Linked DNA regions of Mus musculus: all the other regions are linked to region 1. Evidence: chromatin contacts called from public Hi-C and targeted proximity ligation data. All regions are on one chromosome and are shown on one strand. The core of a region is the stretch at or near the end of the contact, and the rest is flanking DNA. Distances in the headings are between cores, read along the strand shown. Region 1 holds the start of Jak2 (Janus kinase 2). Region 2 overlaps Cdc37l1 (cell division cycle 37-like 1). Region 3 overlaps Pdcd1lg2 (programmed cell death 1 ligand 2).

The links. A called contact is a pair of places that touch in the nucleus more often than the background predicts.
Region 2: a contact with region 1 is called in a Hi-C map of uterus, with 1.9 times the contacts expected there. A contact is called at or near these places in 11 of 39 promoter capture datasets (the C10 cell line, the HPC-7 cell line, cranial neural crest and 7 more), 4 of 484 Hi-C or Micro-C datasets (embryonic stem cells and uterus), 21 of 130 datasets of targeted methods (CD8 T cells, the NIH/3T3 cell line, the SCID.adh cell line and 15 more) and 3 of 9 other capture datasets (adipose tissue, liver and pancreatic islet).
Region 3: a contact with region 1 is called in a targeted proximity ligation map of memory CD8 T cells, with 46 read pairs. A contact is called at or near these places in 1 of 484 Hi-C or Micro-C datasets (CD8 T cells), 6 of 130 datasets of targeted methods (the 230-238 cell line, a colorectal cancer cell line, effector CD8 T cells and 3 more) and 1 of 9 other capture datasets (liver).

The regions. Positions count from the first base shown.
Region 1 is chr19:29,249,753-29,254,551 of GRCm38.p6, forward strand. It overlaps Jak2 (Janus kinase 2), which reads left to right and starts at 2,051. Exons shown (of 25, transcript NM_008413.4): 1 at 2,051-2,366; 2 at 2,685-2,767.
Region 2 is chr19:29,014,370-29,019,168 of GRCm38.p6, forward strand. Cdc37l1 (cell division cycle 37-like 1) reads left to right here. Exons shown (of 7, transcript NM_025950.4): 7 at 1,637-4,799. The coding sequence ends at 1,735. It also overlaps a transcript of Ak3 not described here. Among named protein-coding and RNA genes, the nearest start is that of Cdc37l1, 26 kb to the left of the region's middle.
Region 3 is chr19:29,451,895-29,456,693 of GRCm38.p6, forward strand. Pdcd1lg2 (programmed cell death 1 ligand 2) reads left to right here. Exons shown (of 6, transcript NM_021396.2): 5 at 2,571-2,706. The coding sequence ends at 2,683. Among named protein-coding and RNA genes, the nearest start is that of Pdcd1lg2, 43 kb to the left of the region's middle.

The DNA.
Region 1 (4,799 bases), core at 801-3,300:
CCCAAGCTGGCCTGGAACTCAGAACCTTCTTGCCCCAGCCTCCTGAGTGTGGTATCACTTATGGCTGGCTTTATAGCACAACAGCCTAAGAACTATACAAAGATATAGAACACAAGGGCTGATCTCACACAGCGATACAGTCTTGTTACTGTTTGCCTATGGAAGGCAGCTCTGCTACCACAGAGAAAGGACAGAATCTTGCCTCCTGTCTCTACACCCAGTGCCACAGCAGACAACTAGCTATTGACTTTTATTTTTCCAGTCTGGCCATGCTAAACGTCCTAAATCTAAATGTCTTATCTTCCACCCCATACTTGTTTGTGCAGAGTTTCTGAAGGTCATAAAAGATTTTGTCCGATTCCTCAGAACTCTCCCTTATCTTTATTAGAGAATGCAGGAACTCTGTGAAAAGATTAACAGGTGGAACAAATCTCTAGCTTATGCCTCTACTAGGAATCGCATCTAGTGCTGGAAAGCATTCTACTACAGAGTGAAGAGAGATCAACATTCAAGACTATCATTGGCTCACTCTTACCTCACCGAGAATGATTTTCACTGTAAATGAGAATGAACAAGTTACTCAGTTTTCCTGTGTGGGTTGACAAAGGACTTAAATCCTATAAGCTTACTGTTAATCATCTATTTTTTTCTTGCCCACCTTATCTTTAGCTTTGGTGACATTTACTTAAAAGAAACCATGCATTGTGTAGTGGCCCACACCTTTGATCTCGGCATTCCCCAGGCAGGTAGGAGGATTTCTGTGAGTTCCAGGCTCACAGACTCAAAAATAAAGGAAAAAACAAAAAAAACAATAGATGTAAGATCTGAATAACAGCATCCGTCACGTATATAAGGGGACGTGGGTGTTGTGAATGCTTCATTTCGGTTGACAAACCTGGGGCTAAGAGAAAAAATAAGAAGCCCTATACAGAATGACCCCAGTTATTTCTTTGTCTTCTTATTTAGCCCCTTTCCTTTTACTGTCTTCCATTGAGGGTTCTTTCTTGGTCCTTAAAACACATTCCCTTTTCAGAATCCTTTTCATTGTTAGCTTCTTTCTTGAAACCAGATAGTTCCAGGACTGGATCGTTCTCATCCTTCACATTTCTGCTCAAATGCCACTCTAAGAGGTCTTTTCTGGTCATCTCAAAATAACATCTCCACTCACCTTTGTGTGTGTGTGTGTACCCGTTACTGGCAATCACACACAAAGAGCAGTGCAGATTTAAAGCCTCTTTTCTGGCTTCTATGAGAATAGCACATGCAGAATGGGTGCTGCCTTCGTCTCCTCTCCTGGGAGCCCTTGCCTAGCAGGGAACAAATTCTTGAATGAATGAACGTGGCTCTTTGGGACCCTATACGTCGTTTCTTCTTCCAAGCGGTCCCTTCGCAGAAGTGGTGGTTAACTGAAGTCAGGTACTTGGGTCTCAGCGCCCGGTCCACGGTGCCACGTCCCCTGGGCCGAGCGCTTAGGGCAGGGAGCCGCCTGTGGAAACGAAAGCAGGAAGGGGAAAGTCTCCGCGGAGGCAGCGGCCGCCAATCCTATCAGCTCGGACGCAGCGGGGCCTTCCCGGCCGGGCTGACTCATTCCCAGCCGTCTCCTCCGCGAGCCGAGGCCGCAAGCACGCTGCGCCAACCCGCACCCGCCCCGCTCCTCCTCCTCCTCGCGCGCTCTCGCCCGGGGGCTGCCCCGGGAATCTCCACGCGCGCCTCCGCTTCCCCGGAGCCCGCGGCCGCCTCCCCCGTCCCGGCCCAGCCCCGCAGAGCGGCCCCGCGGGCGGCGCAGGCGCAGTGGGGCGTGCCGGCCTCCGCCCCCCCGCCAACCCCCGCCGGCTTGCCCACGCCCCGCTCCGCCGCTCGGGGCCGCTTTCCCGAAGCTGCACCGCGCCGGAGCCCGCCGAGCAGGGCAGCTGAGCCGGCGTCGCGGGGCCGAGCGGAGGCGGCGTGCGGCCCCTGGAGGGCGGAGACGGGCTCGGCGCGCGGTGGGCGTGGCGTGGGCTGCAGGAAGCTGAGGCAGAGCAGAAAGGGGGCAGCAGCGGCCACCGCCGGCCTCCCGCCGCGCTGACAGGCTGGGCGGGCCCCCGCTCTGGGCGAGCTCGCGCGGCGTCGGCGCCTCGGCCGCGGCCCCGGCTCCGGAGGCGCCCGTCCGTCCCGGCGAGGGCTGCAGGCGGCTGCCGGGTCCGCCGCTGCGGGATGTGAGTGCGGGCCAAGCCCGCGCGGGAGGGCCCCCGAGGGCCCAGCCTGGCGGCCGCTCGACCCTGCGCCCGGCCCGGGGGCTCCCTAGACCTCGGCCCGCCCGACGCGTCTCGGAGGAGCGGATCCTGCGCGCCTCGGGGCGCTCCTGTGTGGCCCGACCCGTGTCGCCGGTGGGTGCAGTCCCTGGCTGCTGGATGGGGGCGGGGGGCAGCGGTTCTCCCTGCGATCCCGCCTCCTGCTTTCCCCTTAGCCCCCTGCTACTGGCAGGGAACTTCAAAGCTAGAAAACCTGCGGGTTTCCGACAGCCTAGGAAGGAGTGGCTAGCTGTTGATAAATGCATGCATCCCCTTGTGCCTTAGAACCCGACCCCCCCTCTTTCTTATTCTTCTGTACATTTTTCTAGTCATCTAAACAGCGCAGAAAAAAAAAAAGAGAGCATCTATTGGCCCTGGGTTTTTGAGTTAGTGACTTGCTGCTTCTGTTTTTAGGTTCCTGAAGCAGGCGACGGGAACAAGATGTGAACTGTTTTCCCTCCCCAGAAGAAGAGGCCCTTTTTTTCCCTCCCGCGAAGGTGGGTGTTAGCGCTCGGGGCTGCCTGGGTGCTGCAGTTAAAGACAAGGGTGTCTGAGATCTGCGAGCCAGTGCCTGCTAAGAAGGCTGGATGCTTGTGTACAACGGCAGGACTAATTGTTGCTTACTGCGAAAATGGCAGTGTTGAACTTTTCCTGTTGCTGTGGGAGAGTAATTGGGTGGTATTTATTGTGTCTCTTGGATCCTTAAAGAAGCGGTCTTTGTTGGTTTTACAGTGTGGTCTTGCAGAGGAAAACAATAAGTCGTCTCTTTCTCCCCCTTTCTCCCCAGTCTTAATTTTCAAGGAATTGAAATAACCTGTTGAGGGAACAAATTGGTTGTTTTTGCTGGGTTTCTGCTGCCACATTGAATGCTTCCTGTATTCACCTGCTTGCTTTGTTGGTTGATTGCTTTCCGGTGGTTACTAGTCTATCAGGGGAAACTCCTTTTCCCTGAATGAAAGGACCGAGCCGCTGAGTGTGTCACAGAGAGGAGGAGAAATGCGGAGAAGGGAAACAGAAGTGGGAATAAAGAAGCCGGAGGTTGCTTTTGGTTTCATAATAGGTTTGTATGAGTGAGTTGTTGGCTTACTGCAAATATTCTCATATAGTTCCCAGCGGATTTGAAAATGAATCATCAATTTCTGGTCCTCTTTCTCTATATCCTTTACCTGTTTACTGTTTACGGTTCCAGCTATTAAGATCATTTGGTTGTATGTGAGCTGGCTTGAGTGTGGGACGTCTGCAGACTGGATGTGCCCAGGACTTATCCTGAGAGTACTGAGCGGTGCTACAGGCATGAGCATTTACCTGTACAGGAGAGCTGCAGTGTGTGGAGGCTAGATAAGCACTTATGTTTATTTTGGCTTTTGTGGAGTATTGTGGAACTTGCTCTGTAGACCAGGCTAGCCTCCAACTCAGAGATTTCCCCTGCCTCTGCCTTCCAAATGCTGGGATTAAAACCACCACCCACCGGGCTTCATTTGTTTCTTTTAGTGTCTTTTCCTTTGTAATTTGAAGGTGTCTTGAGTAAGGTGTCTTGAGTGTGAAAAGTAAACATATTTTTTTTTCTCTACTTTACCCAGATAGGCTATTCTTGAAAGATGGGATCCCTTTCTGGCAAAATAGAGAAGACCATTGGCTTTGGAGTTAGATCTGAGCGTGCAGTCTTAAGTTAGGATAATGGTGTTCTTCCCATTTAACAGCAGTGTTAACTTAAAATTTACTTTCTCAGAACCTTGTGTGGGGGTCGATTGGATGCATGCAGAGCAGTAAATGGTTTGGTCGCTTCTGAACGTCTTAGCTTCTCAGAGCTGGGCAGGCAAAGGAGGTTCCTAGCTGGCCCGTGCGTAGCTGGTCAGTCCCTGGTGCGGCTTCCATAGAGCATAGAGAAACTGCATGCTAGTGTATCTACAGCCTCTGTATGGAAGGGTTTGATGCCTAAGCCCCGTGGTGCTGCCCCCTGGTGGTTAAGATGCGCAAAGACTTGTCCTTTGCTCCTCCCCCATTACACTGTTTTTCCTTTTTAGGCTCCCTCGCTTAGTTCTTAGTTTCCCAAACTGTGTCAGGTGTTAGAGCACCAGGGAAGGCTGGCTCTCACCACTTAACCTGAGGTAGTTTCAGAGGTAGGAAGTTCCATCCGTTCCTATGGGGGTGTGTGTCTTTGTAAAGCTGTATCTTCAGAGTTTACTGTATGAAAAGCTGCTATTTAGTGTATGACAGTGTGGAACAAGAAATGACAATGTGGCAGTGCTTAGGATGATACCAAGGGGCTGAGGAATTGTCAGAATCAGAGCAGCACCAGACCCCCCAAGAGTATTAATGCTAAGTTGTTTGACCCAACAAGGAGTATTTCCTTGGTTTAAAAATAATAAATAAATTGCTAACTTTCAGGATTCCTCAAGTGGAGATAGTCTGGGAACATTTTCATTTGGTTGCAGCTGGCTTTTCTGATAACAGTTTTCAATGCAAAGCCTTAGTTCATAATGGCATAATGTCCTGCTTCTAATAATGCCTGTATGACGTCTGCTAGGT
Region 2 (4,799 bases), core at 1,307-3,806, 230 kb before region 1:
CATGACAGAGTTACTATAAGTTTGATCTTGAAGGACCCTGAAATCTAAAATGGGTGTCAAGAAAAAGGACTTAGGACTACTTTGTGGAAGTAGACTAATATAAGAGTATTGATTGTTTTATAAAGCTTAGAATTTGGTAACACTCTTGATTTTAGTTTTTTTTACTAGTGAAGAGGCCTGTGAAATACACCATCCACACCATCCTTAGCCTGGATGAGACTCGGCGCTGGCTCCTGGGAGGAAGGGAGCAGCTGCCTCATGTTCACTCTCTGGCCTTTCCTCCTTGAGTGATACGAATACTACATAGAAACACTAAAACACAGTAAAAAGGACTCTGGGGAATAATCAAATTCGACCTAGCTTTTGCCCTTTACTGAAGAAACTGCAGTGTGGTAGGGTTTCCTCCCTTTAGTTTTTGTTTGTTTTGGTTTTTGGTTTTTGGGTTTTTTTTGGCAAGTTTGACTGTTGTAATCAAGGTTGGTCTTGAACTGCTAGATCCTCTTGCCTGCTAGAATTATGGGAGAGAGTCATTGTACTTGGCTTGGAAAGCATTGCACTTTATTAGGATTAAGACAAAAACAGTTTCCCTGTGAGATGAGCCATTTATGACATGATCTCCAGTAACCTTTGTCTTCCCACTCTCGGGAGGCTCAGGCAGCAGAGCTCAGACTGCAGGCCAGCCTGGGTGAAGAAGAAAAAGCCCATCTCATTTGGATAACTTTGTCACTAATGTTTATTAAAAACAAATGACATTAGGTAGTAAAAGTTAAAAAAAAAAAAAAAGTAGTTGCTGGAAAATGTTCAGAATAACTGAGTAGGAAAAAAAATCACTTCCAAAGGAGGCCATTGCCATGTAATGTCATGGGTTTTAAATCTTAAACTCTTTTCCATGGAAAATTTAAAAAGAATGCATTTGATTTTGCATTAATTAGACAATATTTTATGTTATCTATTAGTTTTAGAAAATAAAATCTGATTTTCCTTTAGTTTTCTTTACTCAGTAAGTGTATTTTGCCTTCATCTAAATGTTTTACATTTATAGTTCTTAACTCTTGTAATTAGATGATAATCTTAAGAATACATTGCTGGCTAAAACCTGTACTTTAACAAATGTAGTTTTTAAGTTTTATGTGTCTTGAGTGTTTTGCCTCACTCTGTATCTGTGTGTCATGTGCATACAGTGCCCACGGAGGCCACATGCAGCTCTCAGATCCCCTGGGACTTGACTTTCAGATGGTTGTGAGCTGCTATGTCTATGCTGGGAACTAAACATGGTCTTCCGTACTGCTGTGTCATCTCTCCAGCCTCCTAAAGGCATGCTTATTAAATGTAATGCTTATGAGGAAGTTTAACCTTGTATGGTTAAAGAATTAAAATTATAGTTTTGTTAAAAGAGATAAGAGGGGTATCTGTAACATTTCTGTTCCTGTATATGCACTCGGTCTGGATAAAGAATAACATTCTATCTTTAGTTCTTCAGGTTTCGGTCTGTGTGGACTCCACAATTCCACTTTCTTTCCTAGTATGCTCTGCTGCAGAGGAATAGAAGGTGAAGCCGTGTGCACAGTTGCATGTGTGGTGTGAAGCTGCTTTTCAAGTGTTGTTCCCCGTCTGTCTTTCTTTCTCTCTCCCCCAGAATCCAGATTCTCTTCAGTGTTGTACCCCTGCCCCTCTGTGCAGTGTAGACTCAGTGGTACACAAAGAAGATGATGACCGAATGATGGACACTGTGTGACTCAGCTAGACTGCTGAGCCCAAGGACTAGTTTGTTACGAGAAAGGAAGAGCCTGGCTATTTTCTTGACACTTTTATGGGTGCTGCACTTTATTTTTGTTTGGTTTTATGGGAGGGAAAGAGTACTGAAATGTTTTGCAACTTTTTTTATGTGCTGCTAGGGTTTTTGTTGTTGTTGTTTTGTTTCTGAAGGGAGGAGTGGTAACCATATGTGGCAGGAAGTCAAACTGGACAGACTCTCCCCCACCCCTCAGTTACTAAATTTGCCTTTAACTATTCTTATTTTTGGAATCAAAGTATGAAAATCTGCACAACACAATGTTTACAAGACTGGTTGACTGAGGAGATGTCTGCTACACGGTCTTTTTCTTACATGGATATACATGTCCTACTTCGAGGAAGGAATTCAAGATAAAAGTATGCTGTGTCCCACTGCAAAGTTCAGCTGTCAAATCTGGTATTCATCACATTAAAAGCAATAAATCCGCAGTGGTGACCTACTTTACTAATTAGTAAGCTGGGTGGCACAAATTGCTATTTTAAGACATTTACGTTTGTATTTTCGGCACCACCAGTTAACTCCTTGGCTAGTATAAATTTGATATTAAAAACATTACATTTATCCCTAAAGTAGTCTCAAAACTGTTCAGAAGTTGACTTTGTCCTGATGACTGTTTAAATATTAAGCAGGCAGTGAGTGTAGAAAATGATAGTTTTCTGTTTTTCCAAGAAGATAAAATGCAAGCTTACTCTAATCTACTTGACATAGTCCGGGACCTCTCAGGGAGTAAGTTTTAAAAGAATAGTAACGGCCTGTAAGAACAAACAGGAAGAGTAAGGTCCTTGTTAAATCACAGCCACTGTGTTCCATGTGGTGAAGCCTTGAGAAGTGGGAGCTGAGCTGCCAGCCATGCCTAAGGATTGCTAACAGCCCCTTCAAAGGCGGTGACGGGTCTCACTATCTGCTACTCGCTTCTAGCTCAGTTACTAGAGGATGCCTCTGAGTTTTACTGCTTCCTGTGTAATTCATTGCAGATCCACCAGGATGTTTGATGATTCTTTTATTTAGAATTAGATGACAGTGCCAATTATGATATCCTTATTATTTGAGGATTAATCTTCCAGCATACAGGAGCGCTAGCTTTGGTTATTTTTGAGTGTGATTTTTGGCTCAGTACCCACTTCAATTTGTAGCAAATATTTGGAAAGTGGGTACCCAGGGTTTGGAAATGCAGGTCTCAGTTTGAGTTAAGAAATCATGCTAAGGGGCCATGGGGGCTCAGAGCTGTGGCCTCCGCCTCAGCTGTCCTTTTCAGCCGATGGGGCACCTAACCCTGTGGAAATGGACTGGAATTGTTGAATCATACTTCTGTAATGTCACACTCTTCCTAGTTCCCAGAATAAAAGTCTTTTTGTGCTTTTGATATAAATATATATATACTCTATAATAAAATGTCTGACTAATTTATATGGCAGTGCTCACTGGCTTATAAGTTTCTTTTAAATCAGTGACCTAGTCATTGAAGTTATTTGTTTTATTTTTTTCTCTCTTCCTTTTTCTTCTTGTCTGGAGCATGCTCTGAGTTTCCCTCTGATACCAAGTGGACAGAATAGAACACAGTAGATCCCTGATTTCACAGAAGTAGCTCTTGACTGACCACCTTCCACTTCACTTCTGCCCATGACTTGTCTATGGTCACCCAAGTGGCCGTAGCTTTCATTTTGTCTTCTATAATTTAAAGCTCTTGATGGCCAAAACAACAACAACAACAACAACAAAAGTATTAGCAAAGTGAGTATATAATTTTAAAGTTTATTTTGGTTTTGTTATCTAAAACAAGAATTAAGAAAACTTTTTTAATACTCGGCTGGAACTTTTTTGCCAAAGGAATCACTAACGGATGTCATAATTTGCACTTAAGGATGGGAACTTGACCATTAGCAGGACTTCAGTATTAAGGTGATCTATTAGGCTGTGTGTGGTCGTGCATGGCTTTAATCCCAGCGCTTGGGAGGCAGAGGCTGGTTTATCTTTCCGAGTTCAAGGACAGCCAGAGCTACATAGAGAGACTGTCTCAAGACAAAATGACAGTCTTTTGGAGTCCTTCGATTTCCTTGATTTGAAAATGTCCTCTTAGTATTGAGCTAGCTATCTCCAGAAAGAATACTCCTCTCTTTTCTTAAGTAATAAAGAATAATACTACTTATCAAATAGATAACTCATATTTCAAGTGAAAAATTTTTCCCTAATCTATGAGAAATTCAAACTAATCACTTAATCAATGAAAAATAGTTGACATCAAAGTTATTTAACAAAGACTATTGTGTTTTTTCTTTTAATTTTTAATTTACTTTATTTATCTGAGTATACTGTAGTTGTCTTCAAACACACCAGAAGAGGGCATTGGATCTCATTACAGATGGTTGTGAGCCATCAGGTGGTTGCTGGGAATGGAACGCAGGACCTCTGGAAGAGCAGTCAGTCTCTTGACTGCTAAGCCATCTCTCCAGCTCCCAAAGACTGTTGTTTTATTTTAATGAAATAGCTGAGGGCTTAGAATGGTTCAGTTGGTAGAGCTCTCGCCTAAGATTCAATGAGCCCTTGATTGCATCCTCACCACCACATAAACTGGGCACGGTGGCACATACCTGCGGCCTTAGTGCTGGGGATGTGAAGACGGGAGGGTTAGAGGTGCATAGTTTCCCTCAGCTACATAGCAAATTTCACAGCCAGCCTTCTGCCTAGATGAAACTCTGTCTTAGAAGAAGAGAGACAGAAAGAAATAGCTGTACTCCATGTGTCCTAAGAGCTGTTGTTCCATCGAATGGTAGTGGAGAACATACTGATTAGAATTATTGCTCTGAGATTCGCTTTTAATTACACCATCTATGGTTCTTTCAAAATTTTTTGCCTAAGAAACTTATAATAGCCTTTAATTTCTCTTCAGAAACATTAGGCCTTTTTTAGACTAGCATGCATATTATTGTAAAAGCGAGTAAGAGCGCTTGAGATGGCTCACTTGGTAAAGGTGCTTGCTGCCAAGCCTGCCAATCTGTGGGACCTA
Region 3 (4,799 bases), core at 1,272-3,771, 200 kb after region 1:
ATACAGTTACAGTAAATGATGATACACATGCTTAAAAAGTTACTGTGTAGGTAAATGAAATATGATACTAACAAGGAGTAGGGAGGCCACTTTGTCACCTCCAGCAAGACTCCTGGCTTCTTTCTGAGTGCATAGGGCTATGGTAAGAATAGGATGGATATTTTTTTCCATCACATATCTTATCATTGTTAAAGGGAATGCAGTTATCTTAAAATAATAGAAAAGAATATGTAGGTCACCCATGCTGCCATAATGAAGATTCTCAAACATGCAATGACTCAACACAACTGTGTATTTCTCTTTACATAATACTTAGAGAGAGAGAAAACGCTTCAGGCAGCTAAACAACTACCTTCCGTAAGTCATTCAATGACCCAGGTTATTTCCATATTGTTACTCTGTCATTCTCCGGGATATCGTCCCTGTTAAATTGTCAAATCAGGGTCATTGCCAAATCTATATCCCTGCCTTCAGAGAGGAAAGAGTAGTAGAAGAGAACTTTGATGTTCTAAGTCAAGATCTGGAGAATTCACTCTTAGCCGGAATTTAGTTTATACTACAGGCTATGTTTAAGTGCTGATGAGGTCTAGAAAAGCAGCCCCTCAGAGAGCTCTATGTCTAACTATTAACCTAGCACTGGGAAGGAAGGAGCAGGTAAGATTACCAGCAGGTTGCTACATGGTAGCTACTAGAGGGAGTAGGTAAGATTAATAACCAGCAGGTTGCTACAAGGTAACTAACATAGACTAGTCAATTCAGCCTAGGAACTGAGACTTAAGTCTCTCCTGCAGTGGTGCTGGGCTTCATACCAGACTGAGTGGTGGCTTAGGAGCCAACTCTATCCTCCAAATGCATTCTAAGAAAACTAAAGTCTTCAAGGGTAAGCAGAAATTCCATACATGGAAGGATCTATGAGCAGACCTGGACAGAACAAGGGTTCCCAAAGACGCTGAGGCAGGGGCCTGGCTCACAGCACTACCTTGCAACATGCATGTAGTAGAAAAAAAGCAGTGTGATCAGTTAGGGTTTGCAACACACCTCTACCTGTTGCATGTAATTTTAAAAATATGCTATCTCCTTGGCAGATCTGCTGCGCCATCCCCACTCTCGGAAAAACCCATTCTTCCCAGCTTAGCTCCGCCAATGGCCAGCTGGTGCCTTTCCCAGGAGCTGCGATTATGCTCCCAGCCCTTCCCAGCTAGCCACCAGCTACTGCCTCTCTCTATCTCTGCCCACCTCTCTGAGACTTAGACAGCTTTATTAACTTAGTACTTGTCAGATAGCATAATTGCTGGGAGCAGAATCTCATTGTTCCCAAGCATGGCCACAAACTCCTTTCTCTTTCCTCCTCCTCCTCTTCCTCCTCCTCCTCCTCCTCTTCCTCCTCCTCCTCCTCCTCCTCCTCCTCCTCCTCCTCCTCCTCCTCCTCCTCCTCCTCCTTGGACCCGGAAGTTCTACCTTTACCCTTCACCCAGCAATTAGCTTCCACCTTCTTTATTGACACAATCAAGAACCAATTCAGCTCCTCTCCCTACATCTACCAAACTGGCCCTTATCTTTTTGGTTCTAGCGTTCACATGCTCTTGGATAAAGATGATAGCTCTGGGGCTTGAGTTTTGGATCAAGAAGATCTATATCTAAAACCCTGGCTGTTTTACTTCCTTGGAAACAATTACCATAGACAGATTAGCATCCCTGAGGCTTCCTTGGCTCTAAAGTGACTCTGGATTATATATATATATCCTTCCTTAGCCAGATTTTCCCATGGTCCCATACTCTGTAGAGGGAAGGTCAAGAGCAGAGCAGCCAGCAGAAATAGGCATAGGGTAACTTGTGTGCCTATTCTTTGCCATGTTTTCAACATCTCTGTAGCCCTCTTTTCTCTCCATCTGGCCAGCCTGAAGGTACCAGTGCTCTGCAAAGCTGTTCCCCAGCCTTTAAATTAAATCGCCTCTTCACTAAATGGATGTGTCAGTGGCAGCACCTTGGTTAGTTCAGACAAGATAAGGGGTAACTTGTATCTGAATGGCTGGATTTAACATGTCAGCCCATTGGGGATATTCTGCTCTTTCAAAAGGACCTTGCTGGTGTTTAAAATTGAATAACTAACAGTGCAGAGTCTAGGCTCTTGAGTTCTTATCAGTGAGGGAGAAAATACATTTTTGAGCTGAGGGACTTTTTCTACTTGAATGAGAAAATCCAGATGGTGAAGAAAAGAGAGATGGAGGTAGAGATAGCGACAGAGACAGGGTGGGAGGGAGGAAAAAGAAAGATGACGAATAGGTGGGTGGGTGGAACAACAAAGCGACAAAAGGACTGCATCATAGCTGAATCACCTGCTGTCTAACTTTGGGGACATTTCTCAGCCTTTCTTCTTTCATGGGTGAATGTGGAGATCAAAGAAGAGGCTGCCTCACTGGGTGGAGGTGAAAGGAAAAGAACCTCTACTTGAGAGAGATGTGGAATGAAGGCTTAACTTCATTTCCACGTGGTAGAAACCACACAGGAAGCCACCTCAGTCTGTCTCGGGGCCACCTTGTGATGAGATTCCGGTTCTCTCATTCACCCAGGTCGGATGGAACCCAAAGTCCCCAGAACGTGGCCACTTCATGTTTTCATCCCGGCCTGCACCATCGCTTTGATCTTCCTGGCCATAGTGATAATCCAGAGAAAGAGGATCTAGGGGAAGCTGTATTACGGAAGAAGGTGAGTGACTTACAAGCCATGTAAGCCTGTGGCCTGCGGGTCTTCAGAGAAGCACTTCAAGCCTAGAAGGGTTTTGAGATTACCCTGGGGACATTCTACTCCAAGAAGAACATGGTCCAGTCTTCAGTGAGCTGAACCCACGCTGAAGTTTTGTGTTGTTTTATTTTGGTTTTTTTGTTTTTTAAGGGGAAGTTTGTTCCAGGGCTGAAGGAGTTTGGCTTGCCCTCCAAGCTTCATGGTAGCCAAGTTATAGAATCAGCCAGATTCCCATCAATGATAAACAATTTTTTAAAAAAATGTGATATGTGTGCATAACAGAGCACCTTGTAGCCTTAAAGAAAAAATTAAATACTGTCATTTTTCAGGGGAAGAAATGAAGCTAGAGGTCATCGTTTTAAGCCCTACTCAGAAGGTGCAGACAGAGATTATATTTCTTTTGATATATAGATTCTAGACTTAAAAAAAAAATAAATACAAGGACAAGGTACCCGCACAGCGGAAAGGAGATACAATGATGGAAGTGTATATGTGTGTGAAAAGCCATGATGATTAGGCTGGAGAAATGGCTCCTGAGTTAAGAGAGTCATCTTACAGAGGACTTGAGTTCAATTCCCAGCATCCATATCAGGAAGTTCCTGATCACCTGTAACTCCAGCTCCAGGGGATCTAAGGTCCTCTTCTAGCCTCCCAGGGAGCTAAGTTAGTCCACCAGAGGGCCCTATCTGAGCCAATGCTGAGGGCCTAGTGGGTAAGGGGTTGAATGTACACAACTGTGGCCGACAGGAAGTCCCACCTGCCTCTTCAGCCATATGTGTCTTGCACAGAGACCAATGGCAAGTAGCATGTGAGGATGCCATAACTAATTCACTGCCACTGTGGTGTAGAGCTCTTGAGTCCTTGCTAGAGCAGAGTCCCATGCAGAGCCCATTAAACTTTCATGGCTGATGAGGAAAGAGGGGCTTCCTTCCTTCTCGTCAGCTGCACCATTTGCCCCTTCTACACTAGACCCTCATAAGGAACCTGAGTCAAGAGCTTTAACTTCTCTCTCTTCTACAGTTCTTTGGGCCATTGTTGTCCTGAGACTACAGTAAAGATAGAGAAGTCTCCATCCCTTTCTTTCTAGAAGCCTCCTCGGCTCCTGTACAGATTTATTCATCAGATAATCACAACTTATGATGCCTGCTGAGTACTGGGAGGGCAGCCATTGCCAGTCCATAAAAGTGTCTTATTAACTATTCCTTTCATAGAGCCATTCAATCCTTTGTTGAAGGATCCAGTGTGAAACAATATGTTCCAGAGAAGTTGGCAAATTCTAGTTCTGTTTTATCAGCTAGGCTTAAGTATATGGGAACTATGTTTCTCTCATCAGTAGATATATGTTCAATATCTAAAATGCTATGTGGTATATATATATAAGATAATGCCCAATAAAATTGTAAGTTTTTTCTTTTTTCATCCCTGACAATTTCATACATGCATATATATGAACCTATCATGAACTTTAGACATTCCATCCCCCTTTCTCTACTCTTACCTCCCCTTCCTTTCCTACTGACGTTTTCTTTCCAACAAGTCTCCTCTCTACTTTCTCGTTTTCTTTGTGTGGGTGGAGCCCCCTGAGCTTAATTGAAATTGTTTGCGGGAGCATGAGGCATGAGCGTAGGTTACTTATTAAAGGTCAACTGACCGGTAGTTACACCACTGAAGAAAATGGCACCCCTTTCCATAGCAACCATTACCTCCCAATAGTGCCTCAGAAGGGGGCATCGTGGATTCCTTCTCATCCATAATGAAATGTAGGCAGGACCAATCTTGTGCATATTTGAGCAAATATACAAGCTATGCTGGGTTCCCGAGTGCACCAGCTATGTCTGACGTTTTGTTGATCCTCCCCCCACCCTCTGTCTCTCATATTCCTTCCTCCCCCTCTTCCATGATGTTCCCTGAGTGTTGGAGGGAGTGAAATAGATATCTCATCTAAGGCAGTGCTTACTCTTGGATTTTGGTCTGTTATGGGTTTCTGCAATGCTCATTAAACTTGTAGTCTACTGTCTGTAGGTGAGCATGACAGACCTGCTTTGGCCATTTGAGTA